Regions from separate parts of the Mus musculus genome. Here region 1 is linked to region 2. The links are chromatin contacts, called in public promoter capture Hi-C maps. All regions are on one chromosome and are shown on one strand. The core of a region is the stretch at or near the end of the contact, and the rest is flanking DNA. Distances in the headings are between cores, read along the strand shown.

Region 1 (3,287 bases), core at 178-2,677, 240 kb after region 2:
CTGGAGGAGGGTAAGAGTTAGGCAAGAACTGGGTACTGGGTAGTCACAGACATTGGAAATAGACCTAGAACAGAACTGGAGCCAGCAGACCCTGAACTGTAGACTTTGAAACTGTGAGTCAAACCAAACCTTTGCTTTGCTCAATGGGTTCTCCTAGATCACTCAGTTCTATTCCATTGATCAACATGCCTGTCTTCATGCCAATACCATGGGGGTTTATTACTATTGCTCTGTAGTACAGCTTGAAACCAGGGATGGTGGTACAGATATAGAAGTTCTTTTATTATACAAGATTTTTTTTACCTATCCTGGGTGTTTTGTTTTTCCATATGAAGTTGAGAAATGCTCTTTCAAGGCCTGTAAAGAATTGTGTTGGAACTTTAATGGGAATTTCACTGAATCAGTAGACTGCTCTTGTTAGAATGTCTATTTTTACTAGGCTAATCCTACCAATCCATGAGCATGGATATCTTGCCATATTCTAATATCTTCCTCAATTTCTTTCCTCAGACAGTAGAACCTCTTGTCCTGCAGGATGTTTCCTTGCCTGGTTGGAGTTAAACCAAGATATTTGATGTTACTTGTGGCTATTGTGCAGGATGTTTGCTCTCAGTTCTTCCACTTAATATTTGTATAAAGGAGGGCTACTGATTTTTTTTAGTTAGTATTCAGTGTTCATTTTTAAATGACTTAGACTATAAAGCTGCAGCCCTCGTTGGTGAAAAGTAGGTGTCTTAGTCAGCGTTTCTATTCCTGCACAAACATCATGACCAAGAAGCAAGTTGGCAAGAAAAGGGTTTATTCAGCTTACACTTCCATACTGCTGTTCATCACCAAAGGAAGTCAAGACTGGAACTCAAGCAGGTCAGGAAGCAGGAGCTGATGCATAGGCCATGGAGGGATGTTCTACACTGGCTTGCTTCCCAGGCTTGCTCAGCTTGCACTCTTATAGAACCCAAGACTCCCAGCCCAGAAATGGTCCCACCCACAAGGGGCCTTTCCCCCTTGATCACTAATTGAGAAAATGCCTTAGAGTTGGATCTCCTTGAGGCATTTCCTCAACTGAAGCTCCTTTCTCTGTGATAACTCCAGCTGTGTCAAGTTGACACAAAACTAGCCAGTACAGTAGGGTAGAGATCATGCATTCTGGTTTTGCTTCTGACTTCTTCCCCTTTCCACATTGTCTTTGAAACATTTGACAAACAAAATACATACCCAGGAGATCCAATGGGCTTGTACAGAGAAGAGTTGGGAATTGCCCCATCAGGAGGCAGTTCTGATAGAGACTACAAATCCATATTACCAGGAATCTTCTTGTCTGACGAATTGTAAACCGAACACAGGGCACAACTTGTCCATGCCAACATTTCCTAAGAGGAGGGAGGAGCCCTTGGGAGGAATAAATAGGCATCACTGTTCACTGGGGAGATGCCAGGCAAGCCAACAACCCTGAACATCAGGAGTCAGCTATCACAGAGGCTCTGCAGGTAATGCCCGGGATTCCTTGACTCCAGGGACAGAAAAGGCACTGTCCCAGGACTGTATGGTACTAGCTATGGCCTACAACATGTGTGTGGCTGAGGCAAGGGCTTTGGATGAGATACTAGGCTACAATCAGGGAACATTTCTGGGTTCACAGAATCTTCTCTCTGGTCTGTTTCTCTTGCCAAAGGAAGATGCAGATGCTGTGGTCTCTGCTCATAGACAATAAATGGAAGCTGCTCCTCTGACTCTACTGGGATGAAGTTTTGAGAACTTGCGTGGCATGCTGCTGTGATAGCTAGGCTGAGACAGGACTGTTGCACAGTCACTCTGGATGAGGCGACACTTCTGTCTTGCTCACATCACAAAGGCAATGCCTGGGGGTGGGTGTTGGGACCCCACTTCCTTCTTAGATCACAGATCCCCTGGCAGACAGGTTTCACCCTCAACTAGCGAACCAAAGAATGCCCATTCACTGAGCCATGTCTCTTGCCATACCAACTGAGCAACCTCTTTTCTCTGAAAATAATTGTGGGACAAAATACTGTTGAGTGCCTTTCCATAGAAATGGTTGCATCAGTGTGAAAGTAAAGTACAGAGTAAAGGCAGACAAGTTGTTGAGGTTCTGGGCTCCTCTGTAGGCATGTCACAGCAATGGGGACAAGTGGTTTAGTGCCAACACACCCTTCTCTGCTTTCTCCAGCTCCCTGTGTGCTCCTTTTGTCTTCTCTCCCAGCCTAATTCTCTTCACTTCATCCTGCTTTCTCTCCATCTCCCTCTTCCTACTCCCCTCTCCTCCCTCTTCCTATCTCCTTGCACCCTTTTTTCCCATTTCTATCTCCTTACTTTCTCCAAACTTCTACTCTCTGATCTCGCCTCTCTCCTCCCTCCTTTCTCTTCTCTCCCCTCTCCTTGCTACTCCCTCTTTTCCCTCTACTCATCCTCCTCTCTCCTTTTCCCTACCTCCTCTCTCATTTCCCCTCTTCGCTCTCTCTTCTCTCCACTCCTTCCTCTGTCTCCCATTCCTTTACCATCTACCTTCAACTTTACACCTGAATAAATGATCAGAGGCCAAAGGTATATAGCCTTGATTGCAAGCTTTCAACTATACTTCATTAGGATGCCTGTGGCCCTCACGCTGGTTGTATATGGAGGAGATGGACCCCTAGACATTTCCTACCATGACCCCCCAATGCCAACAACAAGCCAGCCACTTAACAATAATGTAACCTGGTCCCCTCACTGAGCTGCACAGAGAGGTCTACCCATTTGATTGCTATCACACAGCCAACATGAAATCTGGCGCAGATATCAGAGACTGATACTGATACTCTTTCTTCTTCCTGCCAGGAGGCTTTTCAAGCCTCCTGAGGTACAAAGAGTCGAGAGAACATTTCCCTGTGTGTCCTTCCACTGCTAGTTCCCATGGGTTAAGGATTTCTGCACTGCACCAGATATTTCTCCCACTGCCTTACAACTAACCCCCCCCCCAACACCTAGCTTCATGCACCAAATGAACTCAGGGGCCTTAAGATTTCATAGACTTGTCATCAAAGGGTTAAGATAGGACCTGTGATAAAAACTGCTCCAAGGTAACAGAGTTCAGCCTAAGGAGGGGGCAGCTGGAGGTGACAAAAGTGCAAAGTGCAGACAGGGCTTACACCCATCCCCCACTCCTATTCTGATTTTTCTTGTGACCCTAACATGTCCCTTGAAATCTCTGGATCTTGGTTCTCTACTATGAAAATTGGCTTCTGTGACAGCACTTCCTCCATGGAAGTAGGGAGCTCAGGATGGAGTACTGC
Region 2 (3,247 bases), core at 512-3,011:
GAGACCCGTTCCACGCAGACACAGGGACCCAGAGGGTCTTCGGCACAGGGCCTCCCATGAGAGGCACCCAGAAGGTCACTGATCTGATTTTTTTTTTAGCTATTATGTAATATTTTGGCAGCCAGATAATTTTAAATAAATCTTAATTTGACAACCTTTATTTTAAATTGCTAATCTCAAGCCTTAGAAAATTTAGTTTTATGTATATTATCTTTAAATCTTATCCCTTTTATACTTTAAATAATGTACTCAGAACTTTGTAACTTATAACCCTTTTAATTTTATATAGCTCATATCTCAATATATCCACCTCAATCTTTATGTAAATTATTATTTATTAAAATAATTTATTTCTGTATGTATAAATTTTCATCAAAATATTTTTTACCTCATAGCTTTTATATTTTAGTACCATAACTTATGCTATTTTTTATGCTATTTTTACTTTTTAAATAACATGTAAAATAACTTTATTTTTATAACGTTTTCTATTTTTTTTAATATCATGAGACCTTTTAATAGTCATGTAGATAAACCTCCTTTTTGTTTTTTAATGTAAAACTGGTTGGGAAAGAGTTTTCAGAGCAGTTATCTCTCAGGCAAAGGCGGGTCAATGATGGACTGTTGTGCCTAGGAGACTGGGCTCTTTGTAGTCTGAACCTGGGTTCTGAAATCTGTGCAGCCACTGTTGTGAGTTTTGACTGTGTCCTCAACATGCACACACACACACACACACACACACACACACACACACACACACACCACATAGGCCCTCACCCCACAACCCCTATACCTATCCTGTACTGGGGAGAAATCTAGCAAAACCAAGCAGGCTGTTTGTTAGGGTAAGGATGCTGAAGTTTAGCTCTCCATGATAGCTGGTTCCTGGTGGTTGTGGAGGTGGACAGACTCACTCATCTTTAAGGAGCTGGCCAGCAGGAGTTTGACCATGTTCTGGCGAGTATATGGACAACACAAACTGGACTTGTTTTTTCTATCTTTGGGGGCAGTGGTGCACAAGAGGTGGGGAGCGGGCCTGGGGGGCTGGGAAGTAAGGGTAATGGGATACATTGTCAAATTCCCAAATAACCAATAGCAATATTATGTTAAGAAGACAACTTTACTATCTTTTGTTTCACTCTTGAAGTTTCTACCCCTTTCTTCAGGTGGTCTCTCTGGGGATACTTTTTAATTTTTAAATTTCTCTATGTGTTATGGCCATATTTACTCTTTTTCTCATATTCAGGCGTCCCTGTTTAGTCACTACTTGACTTGGACCATACAGTCATTTTTTTTTTGTAACAATGCCGAGGGGGGAGGTGGGATCAGGAGGCCATAAGCTAGAGAAGATACAGTTAGGGATCAGGAAGTCCAGCTTTCACATGCTGGATCTTATACCAAGCAAGCTTCTTTTAAAAGTACAGTATCTTATATACCAAGTCCAGGTAAGAGATGAGACAGAGTCAGCAGAAACTGCCACACAATGGGACAAAGCCAGAGGGAAGCTAATCAAACAATGTTGCGCAAGGAAAACATGATATCTCAAGAACATTCCAGACTGAGCACACGGCAGCCTTGGAATTGATGACACCAGTCTCTTCAGGGGAAAAAGCTAAGTCCCAGGAATAGAAACCTTAACAAGTTCAAGGCTCCAGCCTCGGGCTCTGGCTGGCATTGCCAAGCACATTCTTAGACAAAGAAACAGAAGTACATTTATTCTGTCCTTTTATCGGGGACCCTACGAAAATCTTAGATCAACCCAGCTCCCAATGAAGCAGAGCTGGAGTGGGGTGGAGACAGAGTCTCTGCGGTCAGTGACATTTGCCGGCTGCAATTCCTCTGCTCTGCTCTCTGTCCTCTTGTAAGCCAGGTGGACTATACCTTGACACTCAGCCACCACGATACAGAGTGAGTACACCTGCTGGGGTAGGACCTGTGGCATTATGGATGTGTGTGGGTGTAACATAGCTGAAGCCAAGGAACCCTGCGAATGAGGCATAATGCAAAATCCTAAACTTACTTAAAATATTATGAGGAAAAAATGTTTTGTTTTTTGTTTTTGATTTTGATTTTGTTTTAACTCCATTGCATACCGGTCTGTAAGTCTACCTTGAGCAGTTAGTTGCCTGCTTCATCTGATCGTCCCAGAGCACTGAGTACCACTGCTTCTCTTTACAGCCTCATGGTCTAGTTTCCTTCTTACCCTCTTGGAGGGGACATGGGGACATCTTTGCAGATGTCAGCCTACTCATTGTGTCTCTCACTTTGACTCACAACTGTTCCCTCTCCAAGAACATTTTTCTCTTCTCCCCTCCAGAGCTGTCACCACAATGAGGTTCTTCCCCATTCTGTGCCTGGTGCTGTTCATCAGCCATGGGGTGGCTTCCCGCCGACACTCCCATTCCAAGAAGAAGAAGGCTAAAGAGTCCTCGGTGGGTGCTGTGGGACCTCCCAGTAGCAAAGACTTTGCTTTCAGACTCTACAGGGCCTTGGTTTCTGAATCCCCTGGTCAGAATGTCTTCTTCTCCCCCTTGAGCGTGTCTATGAGTTTGGGCATGCTCTCCCTGGGGGCTGGCTTGAAGACGAAGACCCAGATCCTAGATGGCCTAGGCCTCAGCCTCCAGCAAGGCCAAGAAGACAAGCTCCACAAGGGCTTCCAACAGCTGCTACAGAGATTCAGGCAGCCTAGTGATGGCCTGCAGCTGAGCCTGGGCAGTGCCCTTTTTAAAGACCCAGCAGTACATATCCGGGACGACTTCCTGAGTGCCATGAAGACACTGTACATGTCAGACACTTTCTCTACCAACTTTGGGAACCCTGAAATCGCCAAGAAGCAGATCAACAACTATGTAGCCAAGCAGACCAAGGGCAAGATTGTAGACTTTATCAAGGATCTTGACAGCACCCATGTCATGATAGTGGTAAATTACATCTTCTTCAAAGGTAAGCCTTGGGCTCCAACTTGAACTTTTTCCTCTTTTCTGTTTTTATTAAAAGATAGCATTCCCTCCCTGATAAAAGAACAAGCCACCCAAGTGCCAGCTGGGTAGAAGGAAAGCTGCCTCATGGGAGACAGAACCTGCTTATCAGCCTGTCAGTGATTCCACAGTCAGGAGCTGGTCTTTGTCATAGACATCATGACAAAACAACCCTGACTGTCAAACCCACTAGAAACAGGATATGGATCTGATCAGGGCTAAGAAGGCAGGAAACAGGAGGGGTCAGAGGCTACTGAAAGCAAATGTCT

What was found. Promoter capture Hi-C pulls out the DNA fragments that hold promoters and counts their contacts.
Region 1: a promoter capture Hi-C map of liver shows a contact between it and region 2, with 6 times the contacts expected there. The contact joins the promoter of Serpina3k here to the promoter of Serpina5 in region 2. A contact is called at or near these places in 10 of 39 promoter capture datasets (the 3T3-L1 cell line, cranial neural crest, embryonic stem cells and 5 more), 6 of 484 Hi-C or Micro-C datasets (all in liver), 2 of 115 datasets of contacts at active chromatin or transcription factors (both in liver) and 4 of 9 other capture datasets (adipose tissue, liver, macrophages and 1 more).

Annotation. Positions count from the first base shown.
Region 1 is chr12:104,337,059-104,340,345 of GRCm38.p6, forward strand. Serpina3k (serine (or cysteine) peptidase inhibitor, clade A, member 3K) reads left to right here and starts at 1,428. Exons shown (of 5, transcript NM_011458.2): 1 at 1,428-1,487.
Region 2 is chr12:104,099,352-104,102,598 of GRCm38.p6, forward strand. It overlaps Serpina5 (serine (or cysteine) peptidase inhibitor, clade A, member 5), which reads left to right and starts at 1,762. Exons shown (of 5, transcript NM_172953.3): 1 at 1,762-1,908; 2 at 2,318-2,943. The coding sequence starts at 2,331.